4 separate regions of the Mus musculus genome follow, and regions 1, 2 and 4 are each linked to region 3. The links are chromatin contacts, called in public HiChIP or PLAC-seq and promoter capture Hi-C maps. All regions are on one chromosome and are shown on one strand. The core of a region is the stretch at or near the end of the contact, and the rest is flanking DNA. Distances in the headings are between cores, read along the strand shown. Region 1 holds the start of Hsf2 (heat shock factor 2). Region 2 holds the start of Smpdl3a (sphingomyelin phosphodiesterase, acid-like 3A). Region 3 holds the start of Lims1 (LIM and senescent cell antigen-like domains 1). Region 4 holds the start of Serinc1 (serine incorporator 1).

Region 1 (5,793 bases), core at 1,276-3,775, 910 kb before region 3:
CTAGTATAAATTCAATAAGTTCTTATAATCTAGCACAAAAAGGTGACATTACGTTAAATGGGATAATACATCATTAAGGGAGGTTTTACAAAAATATGTATTCTGTATCAGCCGGGGTTCTCTGGAGAAATAGAATTGATAAAATGAATACATATACTCATTTATATGCTTTATATACATCACCATATATACATTATATATTATATATGATTTATGTATGTATTTATGAATATATTATACACACAAGCATACATATGGGATTAATTAGAGTTGCTTACAGGCAAGTCCAACGATGGCTGTCTATGTCTGTGGAGTCCAAGAATTCATTAGTTGTTCAGTCCTTGAAGCTGAATGTCTTAGCTGTTCTTCAGTTTATTTTGGACTCCAAGGTATGAAGTTGCCAGCAAAAGCAAGAGCAAGCAGGGAAAACAGCAAGTGCTTCCTTCTTCCATATTCTATTCAGGCTGCCAGCAAAAGTTTTGGCCCAGATTTAAGGTGGATCTTCCTGCTGCAAAAGATCTGGATTTAGGGTGCATCTTTCCACCTAAGATTATTCAATCAAGAAACCCCCCTCATTGGTGTACCCAGCCACTTGGGTTTTTATTAAATTCCAGATGTAGTCAACCTGACAAACAAGAAGAGTCGTCATAAATTCTGTGTGGAATTCTGCTTGTCCCTGCAGGCTAAGCACATGACAGAGCTAACAGCATGCCAGAATTAATAGAGACGTGAAAGAATATGAATTCTTCTTACCTGCAGTACAGCTACCAAGTGTGACAAAGACATGAACAGAGATTGACAATGAGTGGACAGGACGATGGTCATGGGATCACAAAAGATCTGTGCCATTATAACAGGGCAGGACTTATTCTAGAAACATGGGACACCATTGGGTAGTTTCCAGTCTGGAAGTGGCTGTTTAGATTTGTAAGCATGCAGTGACGGACCAGAAGAGGAAACGCTTTCCTAGGGCTTTATCTGCTGTAACTACAGCAGGATTTTCACTGCCATTTTCTCTGTGAGGCTCTGGGACTGAAAATATTCCCAAACTGAGGTAAAGCAACCCATCATCGCATTGGAATGTGCTTGGAAACTTCTAGCTAACCCACTCTGGGAATCTGGCTACAGAGTTGGTTCTGATTAGCTTTGTGTAACTGGTTGAATAGAATTTGTACCAACCTGAATCAGACCCTTTGAAGCTTCCTCTTTGGGTTGCTGTGAGGATTAAATAGGATAAGACATGCAAAGCCCTTGTCACATAAGACCTCATCAAATATTAGTCTTTTTTTTTAAAATCACAGTTACCCCATCATATATCCCCATCATATATCCAAACAGTGCTGTATGACTGTGTTCAGTATATGCTTACTGAAAAAGTTGTCTGTCTGTCTATCTATCTATCTATCTATCTATCTATCTATCTATCTATCTATATTTCTTGCCATTAGCCCAGGATACCTGGAGCTCACTATTTAACCCAGGTTGACCTCCACTGCTCCACAGTTCTACCTCAGCCTCCAGAGTGCTTGACTTACAGATTCCAGACACTATGATCAGCTATTAAGTAACAAACAAAACAAAACAACAACAAAAAAAGTTTTTTAAAAAATCTTTTTTTCAGAGATCCACGTTATTATAGCTACTCTTCACGGGTAGAAAGTCTTATTGTCAATGAAGAAATGGGAAATTTCGCTCAAGAAGCTGTTCCGAATCACATTTTGCCTGAGGAAACCCCTGTGAGGTACATGCAGAACAATCATTTTGACTCAGATACTCTAAAACTAGACTCGTTGCTTTTGAACTGGGCTTATGACAGGCACCTGATGCTTGCTGAGTTGAGAAAAGCATATAAGATGCTCTTAACAGATGCTGGCTCCTAATAGTACACACACACACACACACACACACACACACACACACACACAATAGCAAGTACTTCACAAATAGGGAACTATTATTCATGCTTCAGGTTTTGATAAAACTGTCCTTAAATGAGCTATTTTTCTCCCCATGAAAAATGTATAGAAAAGCTCATTGTCTTTAAGATAGTTTCAACCAGGGGCCTAGCACATCTGCTCACAAGCAGCTCACTGCCCCATGTGATGTATTCCTTCCTTTAGATTGGAGCAAATTACTCTTCGCCGGTCAAACTTATGAGTCAACTGCCCTTGGGCTTCTCTGCACTCTGCCAGCCACAGCCGGTGCACCCAAACCCTTTCCATGCGAATCCACTAAACAAGGTTTCCCTGGACCCAATATCATTCCCTAAGAGAGTACCCTGCCTAAAAGGTAACAGAGAAGGCTGAACCACTCTTGGGCCCACCCCTCCTCGCGGCAGCAGCCAATCGCTTTGCTCTGTAGTGCATCCGAAGCCTTGGATTGGACTCGCTGAGACCGGGCGCGGGAGTAGAGCGCAGGGGTGGAGCGCGAAGCCTTGTCCATCACGTGCGGCCGCGGGGTCTCTCCGCCTTCACCGCGCGCCCCGCGGCGCCGAGGGGGCGGAGCCCGAGATCCGCCGCGCCTGCGTGGTGTGCGTTCCCCGGAGCAGCAGCTGCTGCCACCGCCGCTGCTGCCGCCGCCGCCGCCGCCGCCGCCGCTGCGACCTCCGCGTTCGGTAGTAGAATTTGGAATCCCTGCACCGGGCTAACAATGAAGCAGAGTTCCAACGTGCCGGCTTTCCTCAGCAAGCTGTGGACGCTTGTGGAGGAAACCCACACCAACGAGTTCATCACCTGGAGTCAGGTAGGGTCGGGGACGCGGTGGCCTCGGGTCCCCCTTGTCGAACCGGCTCGGCTCGGCTCGGCTCGTTTCGGCTCGGCTCGGCTGGGCTGGGTTGGGCTGGGCTGGGCTGGGCTCGGCTTCTCCCGCGGCCTGCGGCGGCGCGCGGCCTCCCCACCTCGCGCGGACCCCCGGCTTTGTGTGCGCGGCGAGCCGGGCCCCGCAGGCTCCGTTCTCCTCCGGCCGCGCGCCGTGGGGGAGGGGCGCCCTGGTAACGGTCCCGCCGGCCCGGGGAGCTCGGAACCGGCCCCGGCGGCGCGTTCTGCACACTCATCCTCAGTCGTCTGCTCGCCGCGGGGCGCGGAGGTCGCGGAGCCCCGGGAGAGCGGGCGAGCGGGCTAGTGAGCGAGCACAGGTCTTATCTAAAGAAATCACCTCCGCGGGGATTGCTTGCCCTGGCGTCTGGGATCTTTTATGATGATAATGGGAAAATGTGCAGACTCCGACTGCTCTTGCCTTGAGCTTTTAAATTTTATTTATGTATTTTATTTATGTAGTTTTAACATAGAAATTTCCCAGTTATTGTTTTGAGACTGGGTCGTTTCTTTAAAATAATTCAAGTAAAAGTGCCTGTAGACTATGCTTAGTAACTTAGCGGCTTGGAGTTAAAAACCGAGTCGTTAAATTTCACAGAATAGTTGCCGGCATAGTGGTTTGTGGTTGCCTTGATCAGTTTGATCCAGATCCTCCTTATAAATAAAGATGACCTTAATCAAGCCCGGTATCTTGCCTGGTCTAAGTTATGTGTTAGATTGATGCGTTGCCTAGGTGACCCAAGACCCCCTCCCCCCAGTTCCACACAAAGATTCTTTGCAGAGTGATTCTTTACATCACTTGTGCCTTTCCTTTGCTAGACTCGCAATGCTTGGATTGTTCAAATCTCTTCATGAAGGGGATCGGCTCCTCTTACTGGAGTTGATGACTTATTCAGGGTATTTTCATGTTCACAGTTTTTGAGATGAGTAAGTGGGAAATACCTAGCTATATGTCAAATAAATGTTATCTCCTCCGTTTCATTTGTGCCCTTTTCTGTTGTTAAAACTAGTTTTCACCCTTGCCTGCTTTTAGGAGGTAACAGCAATAGAATATACCTGATATTTGGACAACTATGTCACTGAATTTTTGCTGAGTATTAGTGCCAAGTTTTAAAAATTTCTTTCTAGGATTTAATTTTCGTGTGTATTGTCACATAGGTGCCCCACCCCCAACCCCTGCTGGTTGTGTAGACTAAGCAATTGATTAATTTGATACATTGGTACAAAGAAGTGAAAATAAAGAAAGGCAGCTAACCAGCATGAACTTAAAATAAACAGACGGCTCATGCTTTTCATCAGGCAGAAGGATTAAAGGTTGACGAGACCGGATCAGTGCAGACCGCTCCTCAGCTGTCTTTTAACATTAGAAACTGGACTGAAATAATTTCTTTCCCCCAACCAAGCTGAGGTCATTGAACGTGAATTTGCAAAAGGCCATTTATTTGTATTGTCTATAAGTTCTACACAAATGTATTGGCAATTGGTTCTAATTAAACAGTATTGTATAAGTGACCTGATAACTTCAATTAGCCAAAACATTTTAATAACTTTCTTGCCTTTTTTGATCGGTAAGGACTGTGGAGAATTTAAACTAGTGCATACGTGTGAATTCTTAATTGTAAATGAAACAAGCTACTTAATGGCTTTTAATTACCGTATTAAGTCTCAGTTTATATTTTTAATTGCCCATTTCTAATACACCAATAGGACAGTCAACGTGTAATTAAACTCAGTGGGGTATTGGTTCTAGAGATACAGTTGGTGCTTTAATGTTTGTGTCACTGAAACTATTACATTTACAATGTAATGGGTTTGATTGGAATGGAGAAACAGGTGTTCTGAGATAGATATGAATGTGGCCCAAAACTTTTGTAAATGACAGAGTAATGTATTGTCAAAGGTTGGACACCCCAGATGGGATACTATTTGGAATGCCAGTACTGAAAGGTACAACTTTAAGCTAATGTTGATGGAAAGCCAAAATAAGTCTTTTTTGTTGTTGTTATCTTTTTTAAAAGATTTCATTTTTAACCATGGCCTTGTCTGTGTGTGCATATTGCATATTTGAATGAAGGCAGAAGAGGGAGCCAGACTTCCAAGTCTTGGACTTTGGACTGTTTTGAGCCTACCCACATGAGTGGTAGGAACCAAACTGGGGAACTCTCTGAGCAGTAAACTCTCTCTTAACTGCTAAGCCTTCCCTACATACAGCCTTGCTGTGCTCTTCTAAAAGTTTGTTTGTGTGCCTAGCTTCCTTTACATTTGTATTGAGTTGTAGAGGTGATTTTAGGATTTACAATTGGCTCAGTGGCTATTACTTTAAGGCCTTTTAAAAGCAGAAGCTCTTGAGGACTAAGCAAACTTTTATGCATCCCCTATCCTCTACAGTGATAGACAATCATATACTCCTTTAGTTTGAGGATAAAGATTTCTTTTGAAAGAAACCTTTTCACCTGTATTCTGGAAAGCTTGACTTAATGGTCCTACAGCTCTGTATAAGTTCACTTTTCCTAGAAATTTATTATGTGACAAAATTGAACACAGAATATTCTCAATTATCCTTAAATGCAAAAATATGATAGTCTGAGCTATGAAAATTATACCGAATAAGTTATCAAGTCAGAATAGTAGGTATTGTACCCAGACTATTTTTTTTTAATGTATTTATTTCAGTCTTCCCCAAAAAGTTTCTTTTATGGTGTTTTTAACATTTTCTGTTTCTTTTCTAAACAGAATCTAGGACAGAGATAATACTTTTAGACCCCCTGAGGATGTTTTAATGTAACACTGTCCCAAAGAGAGCACGTGTTTAGGGTGAAAACAAGTTGAGAAACTTGATACAGAAAAGGGCTTATGAAAGTTAGAAATTCTAATTGACAAAAAGAGCTTTTATTTTTATTAACGTTTTCTAAGTGGAGCTCTCTGAAAGAAAGTAATGAAATCTTGGGTGGTAATACGTACACAAAAAGAAAATAAAGCA
Region 2 (6,389 bases), core at 838-3,337, 600 kb before region 3:
AGCCTTGAGCTTCTTCTTAGTGAGTAGAAAGGAGGCTGTGGCTTCCATTGCTCACTTAAAACATTATCAGTTTATGTTCTCAAGCATTTTAAAGGTTTCACAATGTGTGTGCTTCATATTTTGTCTTAACTGAAGTTATTTCACAACCAATTTACTTCCTATAACATGTCTTAGAAGTTGAAAAATAATGTTTGACAAGGCAAGACACTGCAGATGTTCCTCTATCTTGTATTCTTACTGAGGCCATTTCAGGCTTAACTAGAATTTGATCTCTTTAATGGAGAATCCACTGGGAATTTACCCGACTCTATTGTAGGACCAAAGGCCAAGATGCTGCAGCTAACTTATCGCTTCTGCTAAACAGCTTGCTTGTGCAAACCTACCTCTGCCAATGCAAAGTGAGATACCAGGATATGGTTTTTCTCTTTAAAAGACTTGCTCTGAATAAGCTTACATCCCGAACACTTGAACATAGTTCCAGCCAGCTGGCTTGCAATCGGCTCTCAACTGTGTCTGAATGATCATCTCTGGTTGGATCACAGTTATAATGAGCAAAACTGGTATTCTGATCATTAGTTCACTTTCTTTTAAAATGTTCAAGCTCTTGCTATCTTGCTGATCCATTTCTGCATTTCAAGCTCACCACCATTTCCCGGCTTTACTTTCCCTGTACTCTTTAGACTGTAGACTGAGAAATTGCAGAAGTGACCATGTCTGTTGCAGGGAAGCATGCATGGTTCTTGAACTGCTCTGAATCACCCCAATGATGTAGCAAAACTTGGAGGAGTCTACCAGGATCTGAAAGGAAACTTAGTGTCCATTAAAAAAAATTTATTCACAAGATATAATGTCTAAATCATGCAGATATAAAACAAAGTTTTTTTCCTCTGATGGAAAATAAATATATTTGTAAAATATAATGGTAAAAGTACCTAAAGAAAATACAAAAATAATGTATCCTAAGCCAAATATGTGTGATCCTAGGCTAAGAACACAGATCCTGGTTTCTCTAAATGACTGTTTCAACATGGAATAGGTTACAGAAACTTACAGTTATAGAACAAAGAAAATAATAAATCAATACACTTACCAGATATGTTCCTATTACAAAGAATGTAAATCTAAGTAGGTAAACTATAAAGTTTCAATGTAGTATTCTTAATTCTATAGTTGGAGGATATTGAAAAACCATTTAAGCTTAGTGACAGAGATACTCTTTTAATCATGAAAATGGTATGCTAGATACACAAATTAAGGCATTTGAGTATTAAAGAGGCCATGGTATCCCAAGACAATGTGGGTGTCCACCTAAAACACCCATCTTCCCATAATAAGTACCTTGAACTCAGCTAAAGCATAGTATTTTGTCAGGACCTTTTAACACAGCACGGCTTCCTCAAGACGCCACAGCTCACATCTTTTATGAGGTCAGCATCTCTCAAAGGTTTGCTCTTCTCCAAAGACACCCTACGTTTTATAAATTAAAGTTGTTGGCTATATTATAAAGAGAGCGCATTCTCATAAATTCCTAGAGAGAGAACAAAGAATACATATTACACACAGTCTGTGGGTTTTGGTGTCTTTGCCAATACTTATAAAACTTTTGGAATAGAAAAATCAACAGTCTCTATTTGTATTTACCAGGTAGGTTGCATGAGGACGTGCTTAACTCAGTTGTGGAAAGGAAAACGTTCAGCCTGGTGAACCTGGGACATAGTTTGCCGACTCCACCTATCTATCACCTTGGAGTACTATGAAGCCACACATGGCCAGCCCAGCTAATCTGTTCATTTATCAGCGGTGGCCTGAGGCTTGGGAGTTTACATTTCTGTCATAAATCCCAGGTAGCGAAACCATTGAGGAAATCCAAACCCATTCTTGTACTCGTTTGTCTTAACTATGATTCAGGGTTCTCCTGCCTTTTCAAGTACCTCTGCTAAATGGCCCTGTCAGGTAGGCGCTCCTGGGGTTCAGGGAAGGAAACAATACGGGGTTGGAGCAAGAACATTGTTTCCCATTGACCTAAGAAATTAAGGAAGCATATTAAAATAAAGGAGTCCAGAAGGTCAGAAGAACTCGTGCTCAGGGGAATCTAATATTACACGTGATCTGCTTGCTGGGCGTCAACACAAGGAAAGGCTCTGGCTTCCTCTCCACCCCTAGGGCCTGCGGGTCTCAGCGGCGCCCAAGCTCCAGTCTAGCGTCCTGGGGCAGTGGCCTCCACCATGGCGTTGCTGGGCAACTTCCTTTGCTGCCTACTGGTTGCCTGGCTCTGCGGCCCGGGGCTCGGGGTGCCCCTGGCGCCGGCGGATCGCGCCCCAGCTGTGGGTGAGTGGACCGATCGGGACTGCACAGGACGGTGGAGGGGGTCGGCGAAGTCATGAAGGTGCCGGGTGCGTAGGCAGCGGGGCACAGGACGCCGCCACACTGGTCACTGTGGCCAAAGGCCAGACAGCAAGGTCACTGGGTCTGAGTCATGGTGGGGGCGCCCCGTGGGCGCCAGTATGGAGCCGAGCCGCCTGCTGGGCGTTTGTTTACATCCCGGGTCTGGGTGGTTTAGTTCCCAGGGGAGGAAAGTCTGAAGCTGTTGTCTGGTGGGAAATGCCGCTCAGAATTGGCTGTGGGCATTCCCGGAGTCACCTAGTCTGCCCAGAGCAGAGGAGGACCTACAGGGTCCCTACACCTGGATGTAGCTTCAGTCCTATTCTGTTCTGCTCAGTGACGTCGGAGCCTAATTCTGCCTCTTCAGGTCTCCGAGGCGTCTGGTCTCTTTCGTTCTTAACATAAAACCCCTGAGCCCTTCCGCAGCCCTTGGTGCACTTGGGGTCTTGCGTTTGTGGTGTGTTCTGTTTACCGGGAGCCTATTACTCTGTTTCTGCAATCTTGGCCTGCCCTGCCCTGCCCTGCCCCCTCAGTCTCCTTCCACCCAGCAGTAGCAGCTGCCAAACTTGGTGGGAAAAAAAAAAATCGGTAAGTTAAGCCCCACTCCAAAATTACTGGATCCAGACCGGTGGGAATGGATTCCTGGGCACAGTTTAACACTCTTCATCCCTCTCAAATTAGAAAATCCCCGTCCAGACTGAATGTTTAGTAAGACTGTAGGTTGCCTTCTGGGTTTTAAAACTTAAGGTGACGCTCCCCTCCCCCATCTCCCTAGCTCCGTTTAAAAATAATTGCTCTAGTTGGGGGGTTTGTTTTGATTTGCAGAGAGAGCTATCCTTGAGACTTTCACCTGTGCTCAGAACTGAAACTCTCCTGCTGTCTGCCTCCTCTCCATGCCTGCCTCTGATCTGCACAGGACTTCCCTGAATGGGGTCCAGGGAATCCCTTCTCCTTGCTTATGAGTGAAGTACACCTGACTTAGCTGTCAAGCTTTTGCAAGCCACAGCTGTATGTCCGGTTTGTCAACTCTGGCAAATAACACCTGTAACAGAAATAGCCCCCAGAATGTGTACATATGTGGCTGCCTCGTGTTTTTATATTGCTGGAATTGTGCTATTTTAAATTTGTGACTGCTCCGGATTTTGACCTGGAAATGTCTCAGGCTGCACCACAGGTAAATTCGCCTTTGGTTTTAATGAATTAATTGCTGAAAGAAGTCATAAAACTTTGCCCGTGATCATGTGACTCTCCTTCTGATACCTTCCTGTTTTGGTAGCGGGAGGGAGAGAGAATAACCAGACCTGTTGACTCTGGTTTCACATTGCATGGATTATTTTACCTGCTTTCCACTTGACTAGAAGGCCTCTCTCCCCCTGGCCCCTTTGCACTTCCCTCCACAACTTCCACCCAGCCTGGCCTCTGCTTGTTTCCTAACTGTGTTTAAGTTCCCAGTCTTAGTTTTCCCCCTTGCCAAGTCCATGTGACTAGAGGACCACCACCCTGGGTGTTTGGCTTCATTTTTAAAAGATTTAGTAGGCTGTCACCTGCTGGTGTACTTAGCACACAGCAACTGACTTTATAAACAGATCAACCAACGCCCACTTAAACGACTACATACAATTGTCCATATAATTATGGTTCATTGGGTTTGCTGGGACAAATTATTAAGCATTCTTTGACTGAATTTTTTTTTCTGAAAATTTTGAGTATCTCTTTAAATAAATTTGAGCACTTATGTAGACTGTGTAACACACATATCTTGAAAAAATATTTGAAAAGTTTATCTGGGGGATAAGAAAGAAATTTTGGTAAAGGACTTTGGGCATTTTTGGCCAAAAAATTTAGATTTGAGTGTGCTATGGACTGTGTCACAGGCTGGATTGGTGACCTTACAAACTCGCGCACACACACAGGCACAGACACATATATACAGACACACACAGAGACACACACACACAACCACATTTTATGTACAATATCATTGGCGTTAGGATGTAAAACCTCCAGATGTTCTGACTCATTTCAAGCCATCCTTTAGTGAATCTAATTACCCCCTCATTTGTCTATCCAGCAATGTGATGTGGTAGAAATAGCACCTTGGCATCTGGAGAAACAGGTTCTAGCTCAGCTTTTATTGCCTGGTCACATGATCTGGAGGGAATCCTGAAATTTGCCTTTGCCTCAATGCCATGAATTGTAAAATTAAAGAATCTTTGTTAAGGGCCCACTCCATCAGACTCATTCCTGTTCTTGGAGCTCTGTGAACCAGGTACTGCATTATGTCATAGGGATGTGCTCAAAATCCATTGCAAGATTTGGATTATGAAAAATTTAATCCATTCATGATCTCATTTACTTTAATCCTCAATGTACCTTTTGTGTAGATATCATTATCTACTTTGGTACAAGGCAGCTTATTTGACTAAGTATATGAGAGGCATTGTACAGTGATTAAAGGCAACATGTCTCCCGAAGTGTGGCCCCTGAACCAGTGTCAGCCCTTTACTTTATGACAGATGACCTGGGTTTAATCTCTGCGTGTTCCACTTTCCTGTCTGTTTTGCTGGGTGATAATGATGAAAAGCTTATAAAATAGTACTAAACATATCATAAGTGCTGGATGAAATTGAATATTTTACATGCAAAAGGGAAAGTTCAATGTCAGGATGTAGGTTTTATAAATGGTAGTAAAACTAACACATAGCTAGTTCAGTGTCACATGCTCTTTGAGGGCTTAAAGGATCTTTTAATGGCATCTTAAAGGCTGCCATTACTATTCCCATATGACAGATGAAACAGGCCAAGATCTTACAGACTAATAACTGGGTGCTAATCTCTTATGTTGGAAGTCTGGCTGTCTGATTCTGACACCAATCTGTTTTCTGTGTAGTTACTGTTTGTTGACAGTCTAAAAATAATATAAGCACTGGTTGACACAAAACTGAGATGCAGTCTATACGCCCTGCGGACGGGCAAACTGCATGAAAATTCCAATCTAACTGCTTTCTCTGCTTTTGGTGCTAGATAGAGTGGATCTGAACTCCAAGTTTAGGGCTTTTTCTGCTTTGTAAAATGAAAGAAATTACCCTTTGCTGATATTTTCAAATAGTGCTTAAGTACTGAGTAGTTGACCACATATACAATTTTACATCAATTTTCATCTGGATTTCACGTCGTCAATGTTTTACATGTCAACTCTTGTTATAAAATTATGCTGGTGCTGGCAAAAAATGACCACCAAAAATGCTAACTTATTGTTGATACTTAGCAAGTTCACTGTAGTTTTAATTTCATTTCTGAGGCTGTAATCAAATGGCTGCCCCATTATTGCTGGTGAGAGACCAAATCTTTTGCGTTCAGACTCCATCTTAGAGAATCTGACCTAAGGTTAAACTCAACTTAACTAGTAGGCCAGAACCTAACACCAGTTTCCAGGCTACCCAACAAGACCTGTGTTTAACACCAGTTTTCAGCTTACTCCCCAACAAAACCTCTGTCTAACACCAGTTTCCAGATTATTCCCCAAGAAATCTACCCCTCCAGGTTACAAGCTTGTCCCTGGCACTTCACTTCCTAACAACCATAAATCAGGAAAAAAGCAAAAGTTAAGTTTATGGTTTGGCTCCCAACACCAGCCAATTATGTTAAAGGCCATAATAGCCCCAATCAGATATGTACCAGGCTAGATATCCCCCTTTCTTGACCCCAAAAGTACTTTCCTAAAACTAGGCTGTGTCGGAGTTGGTGGGGAGCCCAAGCTCGAGCTTGAATAAAGAGACCCTAATGTGATTGCATCCGAATCAGCTCCTTGGCGGTCTTTTGGGGTTCATGAATGTTTCCTGGCACAACAGCTGGGAAGTCTGAGCAGGTACTTAAAACAGCTAGTCAGCATTCACAGTCCAGAGCAGAGAGAGAATAAAGAATGCATACTTGCTTGTGTTCAGTCCTCTCTACATGTACACAATCCAGAATCACCAGCCCTCTATTGTAGGCTGGGTCTTTCCACA
Region 3 (5,982 bases), core at 936-3,435:
TCTTCCCTTTGTTTCTTATTTTGGCTAAAGTCATCCCTCTAGGGTCCTGGGAGTCTCTCATTTCTCTGGCAGCTGGGACTTTCTAGTGGCTACCCACAGTTCCCCACCCCCCACTGCTACATATTTCTATTTGATTTCCTGACCCTCTGTACTTCTCCCCTGCCCCTTCAAATACCTGGCCCTGCCCTACTTTTCCTCTCCCCTCCCAGGTCCCTCTCTCTACCTTCTGTGATTATTTTGTTCCCCCTTCTATATAGGATTGAAGTAACCACACTTTGGTCTTCCTTCTTCTTAAGCTCCATATGGTTTGTGGGTTGTATCGTGGGTATTCTGAGCATTTGAGCTAACATGGTATGTACTCACTGATAAGTGGATATTAGACAGAATCTTACTGTATAATTCAGGCTGGCCTTTATCGTTGTGGAGCCCGTGGTGGGTTTAAATTCTAAATTCGTCTGCCTCAGCCTCTCAAGTGCTTGTATTATTGGCATGCACCCCCACTCCTAGCAGCTCTTTCAAAGTTAAAGTATGATTGGAATATAGCTCAACAGATTCACTCTCAGCATCTCTTAAGTGAAGGATAAATCTACATTTACACAGAAGCCTCTAAACAACTTTCATTGGCAATAGCCTAAAACTATGAAGTACTTAAATCTTCAGTGAGTGAATGGTTTAACTACATATATATTAATACTGCTGAATATTATGCAGCAACATAAGATCAAACTACATATACGTATCTAGCAACCTGGACAGATCTCAGTGACTGTGACTAAACAAAACCAACCTTCGGCCAGCACATATAGTAGGGTTCCACAAATGACACGTTATACAGGTGAAAAACAGATTAGTTAAGGAGTACAGTAAGGAGATTTCTATGGGCAGAGATCATGTCCTGCTTGATTGGTGGCCACAGTAGCTACACACTCAGTGGCAGTAGAACAGCTATGCCACTGCCAGGCTCCCAACTTCGCTGCTCTATTTCCCCTTCTTCAGAGAGGAAACTGAAGGAGTGGCTTATGCTCCGTCAGCACGAGGCTGAAGAATTGTCTGGTTCTGTCCTTCCTGTTTTACTTTGTCCTAATGAAAAGAAACCAAAACCAAGAGAGTATAGATGAATGGAAAGGGTGATATTTGCACAGGGAAGCTGTCTCTAGGGCTTTCCCTCTTCTGGCATCCACCAGTCTGGGGTCCAAGCAGGTCCAGGGCTGCAGTCTTGGAATTCCTCATCATTTTGATATCTCTGGATTCAAAGTAGGGAGGTGTGATCTCAGTTCCTGCTTCTGGTCCCATTTTGTACCTGCCATATACTGGTTTTGAGTTCCTGTTTTATTTCCCAGTGATTCTGTTCAGCCATTTTCTCTCATAGAAGTTACAGCATAGCCCTGTCACTTATTATTCAGCCTCTTTGTGGCCTTGGTTTTCTTACTTGTGAATAGCACCTGTTTCATAGAGGATATGGTGATATGATAGGAGACACTATTCACGGTTACTCAGGTCTCAACTGTTGCTTGTCTCTCAAAGGGCATATGGCTCTTCTGTTATCACTATGACCTGCAGTGCTTAGCGCCGTGCCTGCTCACAGTTCTTTGAGGTGCTTGCTTTGGGTAGGATGGCTTGTTGGACTAGAGAATGGAACCACAGAAGAACCCTGCACCCTGTGTTGCCTCATGCTTCTCTGTTGCTATTATCATCATGACAAACACAATTACAAGACAGTAGTAGTTTAAGCTAAATATAGCAGGAATACCATGAAGAATCCGTGACTCTCCTGTTACAGGATTAGCTGGGATTAAATTGAAGAATTACAGTTAAACTCTAGTCTGGTTTACACTGCTCCATTCATTGAAGCCTTTACTATGCTGTTACTTTTATCAAGAACAAAGATAATAAATGGCTACATAGAGCTTCCCTTCAGGGGCTCACAGGTCCTTTCTGAAGCTTATCAAGCTTTTCAAAAATTTCTGTGTATACCCAAATGGAGACTCACTCAGACACAAATTGTCACTAACACGTGAAATGGTTTTGGGAGCTTCTAGAAGTCATAATAGATCCAGACTGCTGTGCTGCAGAGCTCTTAACATGAAAAGTCAGGAGTGACCCTGGCAGCTGGGTGACGCATGTGGGAACAGTGGGAGTGACCCTGGCTGGGAAACAGGAGGCCTGGATATTGTTTCTCTTCTCTGTATCCTGCTCGGCATCACAGGACTCTGAACTCTCAAGCTTGTACAATGGCCTTCCCAGGACGGGCACGCCCGTGCACTATCCCAGAGAATGAAGAAATCCCCCAAACAGCCCTTAACAGCGTCCTTGAAGCTAATGGGAATGAAGACGAGAGGGCTGTGTCAAACCTGCAGCGCAGGCACAGTGACGTAAAGGTCTACAAGGAATTCTGTGATTTTTATGCGAAATTGTGAGTCTCTTCCCTCCTAAAATACAGGCTTTCAAGTCTCCAGATCTTCAGTTCTGCATTTCCTAGCCATTTAAGCCAGCTAGTGTGTTTTAATTTAGCAGGGCTTTTCCAGGGTGTACGGAGGGCTGGGGGTGGTTCTCAGATTGCCTTGTCTTATAAACTTCCACCAGAGGACATACTAGATGTCAAGGAAAATGCCACCTTCCTGGGAAGAATAGACAGCGCTCATCTTTCTAATAATGGTACATTTTCACTGTGTTATCCATAAGAGAAGTTGGCACTTGTGTTGTCAGGATCTATAGCAGGAAAAATATACTCTGAGAGTTCCCAAATATGAAACTAAAAATTTAATCGATAAACACTTTGTTGGGGATTTATCCCATAATCAATATTTGAGGTGGTTAATAAACTCTCAAGATATTTGATAACAGAATTTTATATATTGTATTTTAAGAGTAGGAAATTTGTTTCACATGTGGAGATAAATGAGATGTAAAAATTGGAAGGTTTGATTGTGGTTTCCTATGTTAGCCGAGTTATGGAGGTGGGTGTGTAACATCAGTCCTGGTTGGCTTTTGTAGACATGTATTCTCTCCGCTCCCATGTTTTCTTTGTCATCAACACTTTTAGTGAAAAAACATTTTCTGGAAAATTAAGCAATTAGGTATAACCAATCTAATGACTTATCTCTTTAAAAATAGCTTCTTCATACATTGTTAAATACTGTCAAGTATAAAAAAAATGTGAACAATACAGGAGAGTCAGGCAAGAGAGAAGCTGAGTATGTAATCCCAACACTTGGGAGGTGTGGAGGGTCAGGAATTTGAGATCAGCCTTGGCTACATGAGACCCAGTCTCAAAGAAAGAAAAAAGAGCACCAACTGCCAGCCAACAAGGTGAGAGGGAGGGGAAGCCTGAGCTCAGTTGGGAGGCACGCGGTCGCTGTTTTCTGTCCCTGCTTTGGTCACTAAGGGGAGTTCATATATATGAATATGTGTGTAAAACATTCATCTACCTACGCACTTGGCCAAGTCTACTTGAGTTTTCAAACATAATTAAGTCTGGAATGTAGCTGTAGTGAATATAAACAGGTCAGTGCTAATAGCATTTTTATCAGCACCATTTTAAAAAAGATTGAAATCCAATACTTCTTGTATGAGAAATATGTATTTATTCGATTAAAAGTGACATATTACATGCTAGTAATACAGAGGAAAAAGTAAACTTTTGCACATTTTTCTTGATGCAGCTCCCTCCTTCCAATCTGCTTCTGCTCTTGGCACAGAGATATGGCTGAGAGGGTACTTCAGAACTTCCAGAGATTCAGTCACCCCAGACCTTGAGAATCATTGAGTTAAGTGGGAGTAAAGCAAGACATTCCAGAATGTTCTTCAGCTTTTCGGGGAGGTCCATTAAGTTTGCTGAGGAGTGATATCATTGGAGAGAATTTAGAATTATAATGGTGCTGTGTCTTTTAGTAGCACCTTCTGCTTTCCAGAGGGGATTATATTTTTTTATTATTTCATCCTCAAAACAGCTTCTGATAATTCCTGAGCGGATGTGGGCTAGCGTCTTTCTCCACTCAGCCACTCTTTCTGTAAGAAAAGAGGGTGCACAGATCCCTTCAGAGTTTTATTAAAGACGTTGCTGTTCGTCTAGATCCTCTCTCCTCACAATAATTCTGAAAAGACAAAGTGGAAGTCTCTATACACAGTGCTTAGGCCAGGTTCGTCAGAAGTAAGGCTGCCTCTTTTCACGTTTTAAAAGTGTTATTTTGGGGCGGGGGCGGAGGGGAGAGTGTCATACACTATGAAGGTCAAAGATAACTTGCTGGAGTCAGTTTTTCTTCTATGTGAATTCCAGGGATCAAACCCACATCTTCAGGCTTGGCAGCAAGCACTGTCACCAGCTTTGCTTTCTCTCGGGCCCAATCTTTTCCCTTCTCTTCAGTGACACTCCTATCTTAATTGAGCTTATGAATTAAAACAGACTTTTGATTGATCTGGAATGGTGAATGTGGGGATTCAGCATAGTGTTACTGTGGCAAGGTTACAACACAGAATTGTCTTGAAACACTTGAGGAAGAAGACAGATGTAGAGCTGTCCTCCATTGGGGTGGACAAAGAATAAGTCTTGCTATGGAAATGCTAACCTTGGAAAGAGCTAAGAGCAAGGCCGCTGGTTAAAGTGTTTGTGAAGTGAGAGGCTCTCCACGCCATCTGTCCCTTGGCAGTGGTGCCGGCAGACTGATGAGATATTTGAAAGGTCAGAAGCTATGCCAGGAGCAGACTGCTTTTGTAGAGGTAGAACTCCACCATAGAATCAGCCTCTGGAAACAAAAAAACAAGCCAAAACAAACAAACAAAAGGCTTGGTCAGTGACTGTTCAGCATATGGAACCTTCTCCATTTCTAGAGCTTTCAGAAACAAAATAGCTATTCATGTGAAATCCTCACCTAAGTCTGCTTCAGCTGCTGCCTGGCTCCTGAAGCGCCAGTGGCTAGAGAAAACAATTATTCGTGATCACATCCTGTGTTTTGAGGTAGAGTGGGATTGCTTGTGAGGGAACTGTCAGAGTCACTCAATGCTAGTTAATGCCTGCTTTTATTTTCCTGGCCTGTAAAACATGATTGTGTCCCTACCATGAACTGCCAAGAGTTTGCCGAAAGGCTGTGATCTGTGATGGAGATGATTCCTTGTAAGCAGAGAGCCTGGATTCTACCCCTGTGTCATTCATTCATGAGTAGCTAGTGCCATGATGTTGAGTTAACTGTTCACCTCTGAACCTGTTTCTCTATCTACAAAGTGATTTTTTTTTTTAAAGATTTATTTATTCATTATATGTAAATACACTGTAGCTGTCTTCAGACACACCAGAAGAGGGAGTCATATCTTGTTATGGATGGTTGTGAGCCACCATGTGGTTGCTGGGATTCGAACTCTGGACCTTCAGAAGAGCAGTCGGGTGCTCTTACCCACTGAGCCATCTCACCAGCCCCCAAAGTGATTTTTATTACATAAAATTCTGTGATTTAGTGATACATTTTATACTGTAGTACTAAATGTTTGCTTTATAAACTGTCTAATAGAATTGAGGCATCTTGTCTAATTTTTAGTGGTTTTAAGCAGTTGTTTTGAACAATATCGAATCAAAGGTATAATCTAAATCTAGGTTATGATATGATGTTTAGTTACATGAAGTTTAGATTCTGTTCTTTAAAGAAATTGACTTTAAGCCGGGCGTGGTGGCGCACGCCTTTAATTCCAGCAATCAGGAGGCAGAGGCAGGCAGATTTCTGAGTTCGAGGCCAGCCTGGTCTACAGAGTGAGTTCCAGGACAGCCAAGGCTACACAGAGAAACCCTGTCTCGAAAAACAAACAAACAAACAAACAAAAACAAAAAACAAAAAAAAGAAAGAAAAAGAAATTGACTTTAAGTTGTTATTTCATGGAGGGTAGAGGCTCATGAGGCCCCACCTATAGCAGAGTAGCTAACTATTAGCAGTTGGCAGTGCCTAGGGGAAGGAGGCAGTTTACTTTTGCAGTGTAGCCCATTGTTGGTGACCCATG
Region 4 (6,098 bases), core at 401-2,900, 860 kb before region 3:
TGTATCCAATGGTGTTCTCCAAAGCTATTTTGACTTAAAACACACATATACAAAAATTCCTTAAAACTTAAAAAGACAAAAGAGAACAACAACAACAACAGTGCTCAAAACTAAACTGGAAAATAATAAAATGGAGAATTCATATCCCTCTAACTCTATGGTCTCAATGGAATTGCTGTGTGCCCACACCACAACCAAGCTAATTCTAGTATTACAAATTAAATAACTCAACATCCTAACAAACAAACCAAGGAAACATTTTATAATAACTACTTACAATTGTTATGTGTATGCATATGTGTCTTATGTGTGGGAGTATGTGCCCATGGGAGCCAACTGTCAGTGGAGAGTAGACAGGGGGTGTGAGATTCCCTGGAACTGGAGTTACAAGCAGTGAACTGCCGAATGTGTGGGTGCTGGTAACTAAACTCCATAATCTAGCAAAAGCAGCAAGCTGAGTCATCTCCCCAGCTCCTATTTATTAAGTTTTACTACACTTAATTTTGCCTTCTGTATAAAGGGGTCAACAGACTCAATTAGGCTCTCCGAGGTCAAATTTCCTTATCCAACTGCAAATAGCAAAATATAAGGGAATAGCTCATTGGACTTACAAACAGTATTGAGTAAAAACTAAGCATAATTCTCGTCATATCATACCAAAGCAGTTTTCAAATGATGAGGCATGTAAACTAGCCAGTACATTGGTTACATATACACAAAGGGATGATTTAGTTAAAAAAGATTGTTCCGAGTTAAACTTAGAAATCATTGGCCAAAGAATAAGATTTGAATCCAAATACCTCACCCAAAGCAATGAAGCTTTTTATTATAAACTGCTCTGCCAATGTTTTGTCTATTAGAGAACGGGGTCATCTGTGCCATCTGGTTTACGAAATCTTGCCACTGTTCTAGAGGATTGTACTGCCTCACGAAAATGCAACATACCCTTCCTATAGCATCAACTTTCAGATTGCACGTTCATGTTTTACGTCAAAAAAAAAAAAAATCAGTACCCACAGACCTGAACACCTTTTCTAGAAACATAAATTTGGAAATATAAGAATCAAAGCAAACAAAACCGAAAAAGGTACGTAGTAAGGGAATTTGACTTCTGTATTAAAAACAAGAACAAAAAAAACCCGGTAAGACTACGTCGACACTTGTCGAGATGTCCCAAATAACGGGCCCGACTCCCTGGCGGCTGCGTGTCAGAACAAAAGAGGCCTCCGGGAATGACAGTGCCGCAGTGCGAGGTCGCCGGAATCGGGGTGACAAGGAGAAACTCAGTGCCCGTGGGAGGAAGGAGCTGGAACGGCGACGGCCGAGGCTCCCACGAGAGAGAAAGCCATTGCTCGGGAGACGCCCCGCTCCGCCCGGCCTCACCCTCACTAGGCTCCAGCCCCGAAGCGGAGCCGCAAAGACCGGAGGAGGGCGGATAAACCCAGCTCGCACGGGCCGCGAGCCCCAGGTCGCCTTACCCAGCTCGCCACGGAGCACAGCCCCAGAACGCTCCCCATCGCCGCCGCGTCACCAGCTCGGCGCGTGCCGACAAGATGGAGACAGCTTCTTTCGTCCTTTTTCTGGGCTTATTTACTGTCTGGCAGGCACTTCCGGCGCAGACGCACAAGCCCCTCAGCTTCGCGTGCGTCACTTCCGCTCAGACCTGGACCCGGTGACTGCTGCCGGGCGTGCGCAATGCGCCGAGAGGAAGGGCGTGGTCTTCAGCGATGCTAGATTTGTGGCTTCATGGAGTGGGCCTACTTTGCCAAGTAAAGAAGACTGTGTTAGGGAAGGCCTCTGTCATTGTCTTGAATTTGGACGTTAGAAGAGCTACTGTTACTGTTTTTTGGTTCCTCTTGGGATTTAGCCATCTCATTTCCACTAAAGTCCCCTTTTTAGTTTTGTTTTCTTTGTTGTTGTTCTACTAACATACATATTTTACTCCTGCAGCCACTATGTGGAACAAGTTTCACTGGTGTGTGTATATATGTGTGTGTGTGTGTGTGTGTGTGTGTGTGTGTGTATGTATGTTATATATCATATATATACATATATGTATGTATATATGTATATAATATATATCTGTGTGTACATATATATGTGTCCGTATATATATATGCGCGCGTGTGTGTGTGTGTGTGTGTATGTGTGTGTGTGTGTGTGTGTGTGTGTGTGTGTGTGTATTTCCCCCGCAAGTTTGGGCCTTTCCGTTCTTTTGTTTACTATTGAGACACATTTTAACATGTACTTGAAAAAGGGTTCACTTAGTTAAGACATTTATTATAGTATAGGGGTTTATTAACAGCTATCCGGACATACAATTGACATCCTTGTTTTGATGTGTATGTTTGGGCTGTGTTCATAGAAAAGTGTCGATTCTTATTTTTCTGTAATTTGCCCTTGAAAACATTCCATGAGAAGAGTTTGGTACACAGACATCACTTTGAAATACCCATTACTATAAATATTTTAAAATAAAGATGTCTCATAAAATTGACAAAAAACGCATATAGAGGGGTGGAGTAACCCTTATCAATCTGGCAGAACTACAACTGTTAACTAACACAGACCAAAGAGTGGGGATAAAATTGAAAACAGAAGATAATCAGCCTGTGTGTTTTGAGCATGCAAATCTGTAAAGTCTCTGGTATCCGTTCCCTAGTATTTGGAAGTTCAAGATTCAAAAAACAAAAAACAAAAAACAAAAAGAAAAAAACAGAACACACAGAGCTACAAAATGTTCAGTGAGTCCATTTGTAGTTGGAGATAGATATGGAAGACTGGGAACCATTGTAGTTACAAGAGTCCTGAAAGTAGAGCCCAACATTTCAAGACATAAACTATCACGTAGAGGCTATTTGTACCTCCTCTGATTGATAATGTGACCTCTATACTCTTTCGCCCAAGTGTAAAACTCTGTTTTCAGTATAAGTTGTGAAGACACTAGCTGTTACAGTTAGTATTGTCAACTTGACAGAATCTAGGTTCATCTCTGGCCATGCCTATGCAGGATCATCCTGGTTACTCTAATTGATATGGGCCTTAATTGTGAACAGAGCTGTGATGGGCTATAACCTTGACTTACGAGCTAAAATAAGCCCTCACTCTCTAAGCTTCTTTGATGAGAGTATTTTATCACTGCAAAAACAGAAGGGAGGGAGGGAGAGAGGGAGGGAGGGAGGGAGGGAGGGAGGGAGGGAGGGAGGGAGGGAGGGAGGGAGGGAAAACAAGACACCATTAGTAAGATGCTTGATTTCTCAAAAGCTTAGTGTCTTTATTAATATATATGGGTATAAGATTCAACTATAGAACTGTAAGGGTTAAATTATATGACACATGTTTTTACAAGTGCAAATGCTAGCACCATATACAGGAGTCCATAGAAAATCAACACAGGTTATTTTCTCTACTTTCTTCCCTACCAAAATTACCACTGTCTGTGATTTGCCAACCTAGGTTGGATACAGCCTCCACCTAATGGGTTGCGTCAGTTTCTCAGGTGATGTCTCCATGTTCCTTTATATTTTCTTGTCTATATTTGTGGGATGGATATAATCAGCTAACTTATAAAATGAAGTTTTCTTCCTAGAAATTTGATACTCTTATGAAGGAGACCCAGATATCATTTAATATGTATTGCTCATGTAGAGAACTCCTAGTCAGTTGTAATTTCTGGTATCTGTCATGTCTTTTCCGCAGATGTATAATAATTTATGTGAGAACATTGTTTGCTATGTCTGGTAATAGAGTGATATGTTAATTATAAAAAGTATGACTTCTATGAACAAGTTTTAGAGATTCTGCAATTATGTAGTAGCAGGGGAGAGACTGATGGCATGAGAGTAATTTTTTTTTCAAGAAAGAATTTTACACACACAAAATGATTCATATGGATGCCTACTAGATACTTAAATATCAAAAATATCAAAAATGTCAAAAAGAGGAAATTATGTTACTAAAAAACTAAACATTTTCAAAACATTTTAGAAGCATAGTAAGATAAGAAATGTCATGACCATTAACTCTTTTTGTCCTCAAGAAATAAAACATTACAAATAAAGTTGTTTCTGGTTGTATTTATGCCTGCTCTCTTGTTAGAAATGAAAACAGCTAGCGTATAGCCAACAATCTATGCTGTTATAGCTTCAATTTGGTGCCATCACATTGCAAATTGTGCTTAAAATGAGCTTTCTCAAAGCACTCTTCTCCACTTGTGTTTGTGTTGCCCTACTGTTGGATAACACAAATTTATCACATTTACTATGGAAAAGATGAAACTCTTCATGTTGTCCATTGACACCCTTGATCATTGATAATGTTGACAACTTTTCTTTGCTTATTGAACAATGAGATATACTCTTCTAGATAAAGTTCCTTTTCAAGCCTTTAAAAACATTACAGCTGGACTATCTACCTATTTTATTATTTTAATAATAATTTATACATTTAATAATAATTACATTGTGGATGGCCTTGTATAAATTTTAAATATGAATATTTTAGAAAAAATATAGTGAGAAACATTCCTTGGTCTGAGCTTATGTCAGGATACTCTGGTGGAGTCAGCTTGTGAGGCAGAAATGCCAAAAAGCTGCTCATGAGAAATGAATTTCTAGGACTCTCCTCCTGGATATTCTGGCAAAAGCCAACTCTCCAGTTTGGATCGGTTTGTCAGGTGAAAAGCCTGGAAGCTGTTTCACGAGGATAAGAGTCCAGGGAAATTTTCCTCCCAGAGTTATGGCATCTCTTTCCCTAACCCATTATATTCAAATTTCCACCACATTAATCTAGTGTATAGATTCACGTGCACTCTATATAGTATTACCTTATAGTAAATGCCTTTTAAGACTGTATTCTAACATAGCTAAAGCCTTTTTCCAGTGTTCTTAGATTCTAGATAGCAGCAAGGAGCTTAACCTATTCAGTAACTAATTAGCCCCATCATAAAACAATATAAACATCTGTCATTTACTCAGCTGTCTGTAGATAGAGACTAAAAGTCTCACTGAGATAGAAATCTTTTACTACAGGCTACATTCTATGTCAAGTATAGTTGATATACTACCCTGATAAGGGGAAACTCTCCAGACAAGATAAGTTTTACTAGACCTAAAAATTTAGAGCTCTGTGATAGCGCATTACTCTTAAGGCCTGTCAAGAGTTAACAACCCCCTGATGCTTTTAACCTTAAAGTGTGAATTTCTTGCCTGACATTAGGCTGATCCTAGGCAGGGCTTGTTATCCCTAATGTAAACATTTAATTAGTCCCTGTAAATTCCTTTCTGCTGTAACTGGTGAATTTCAGTGTATCTTGTCTTTTTGTGATTTGTATCCTCTGATAATTCGTTGTTATATAAGTCTGAAGCTCAACCAGAAGAATACATTCAGATCCAACACCATTCTCCGTGTTCGACTGTCTGTCACTACATCTTATCTCTGCCCATCTACTCTAGAGACCCTTTCTTACGCAGGCACAGGGGACCAGAGGGCCTGTGGCAAGCTTACTTATTTTTTTTCACGTTGTAAAATACCATTCTTCAATCACTACTGTGACAAGATTTTTAAAGTCATTTTAAGTGTCATAATGAGCACATTTGTCCTTTGAGTTACATGACTTTATTTATTGTTCAAAACTTGTTTCCAATCCCAAGACATTAGAAGACATTTTCCTCTGTATATTTGCTTCTAAGTCTTGAATTTTAGTTTTCACACTTAAATGTTTAAACCATCCAGGTATGATGTAAGATAGAAATTCCACCAGTGATGTGCTGGTAACCCCACCCACCCCAGAAGGTGGAAATGCCTTGGTGACCAACAGTCAGTCAAAGGTTCTCCAGGGAGGGAGAAAGGATTAAAAAGAAAAAAGGCAATTAGACAACACTGTATAGCATGACCCCAGACAATTCTGAGGCTGAAGTGGTTTTATTTTTTTCCATTCTGCTTTTATATCTTTCTAAGTACATGCAAAGAATAAGGTCAGTCCTAAGTCATAAACAAAGTAGTTAAGGAACAAACAAAGCATAGGCAGGGTGGGTAAGGAGCAAAACATAGACAGAAGGTCCCAGGATTACTACAACCAAAGTCTCAACAAGACCCAT

What was found. Promoter capture Hi-C pulls out the DNA fragments that hold promoters and counts their contacts. HiChIP or PLAC-seq counts read pairs in DNA pulled down with a chosen protein or histone mark.
Region 1: a contact with region 3 is called in a promoter capture Hi-C map of pre-B cells, with 4 times the contacts expected there. The contact joins the promoter of Hsf2 here to the promoter of Lims1 in region 3. A contact is called at or near these places in 6 of 39 promoter capture datasets (the 3T3-L1 cell line, the HPC-7 cell line, embryonic stem cells and 3 more), 1 of 484 Hi-C or Micro-C datasets (cardiomyocytes), 6 of 115 datasets of contacts at active chromatin or transcription factors (the NIH/3T3 cell line, astrocytes, embryonic forebrain and 3 more) and 1 of 9 other capture datasets (adipose tissue).
Region 2: an H3K4me3 HiChIP or PLAC-seq map of bone marrow-derived macrophages shows a contact between it and region 3, with 4 times the contacts expected there. The contact joins the promoter of Smpdl3a here to the promoter of Lims1 in region 3. A contact is called at or near these places in 4 of 39 promoter capture datasets (cranial neural crest, neutrophils, second pharyngeal arch cranial neural crest and 1 more), 1 of 484 Hi-C or Micro-C datasets (CD8 T cells), 5 of 115 datasets of contacts at active chromatin or transcription factors (astrocytes, bone marrow-derived macrophages, embryonic hindbrain and 2 more) and 1 of 9 other capture datasets (embryonic stem cells).
Region 4: a contact with region 3 is called in a promoter capture Hi-C map of pre-B cells, with 4 times the contacts expected there. The contact joins the promoter of Serinc1 here to the promoter of Lims1 in region 3. A contact is called at or near these places in 4 of 39 promoter capture datasets (embryonic stem cells, hippocampal neurons, liver and 1 more) and 2 of 115 datasets of contacts at active chromatin or transcription factors (astrocytes and embryonic stem cells).

The regions. Positions count from the first base shown.
Region 1 is chr10:57,483,860-57,489,652 of GRCm38.p6, forward strand. Hsf2 (heat shock factor 2) reads left to right here and starts at 2,526. Exons shown (of 12, transcript NM_008297.3): 1 at 2,526-2,742. The coding sequence starts at 2,650. It overlaps 4930467K11Rik (RIKEN cDNA 4930467K11 gene), which reads right to left and starts at 2,494. Exons shown (of 4, transcript NR_045353.1): 1 at 2,324-2,494; 2 at 1,180-1,215; 3 at 279-508.
Region 2 is chr10:57,792,457-57,798,845 of GRCm38.p6, forward strand. It overlaps Smpdl3a (sphingomyelin phosphodiesterase, acid-like 3A), which reads left to right and starts at 2,088. Exons shown (of 8, transcript NM_020561.2): 1 at 2,088-2,328. The coding sequence starts at 2,226.
Region 3 is chr10:58,392,188-58,398,169 of GRCm38.p6, forward strand. It overlaps Lims1 (LIM and senescent cell antigen-like domains 1), which reads left to right and starts at 2,186. Exons shown (of 11, transcript NM_001193303.1): 1 at 2,186-2,413. The coding sequence starts at 2,232.
Region 4 is chr10:57,530,879-57,536,976 of GRCm38.p6, forward strand. Serinc1 (serine incorporator 1) reads right to left here and starts at 1,651. Exons shown (of 9, transcript NM_019760.3): 1 at 1,479-1,651. The coding sequence starts at 1,517.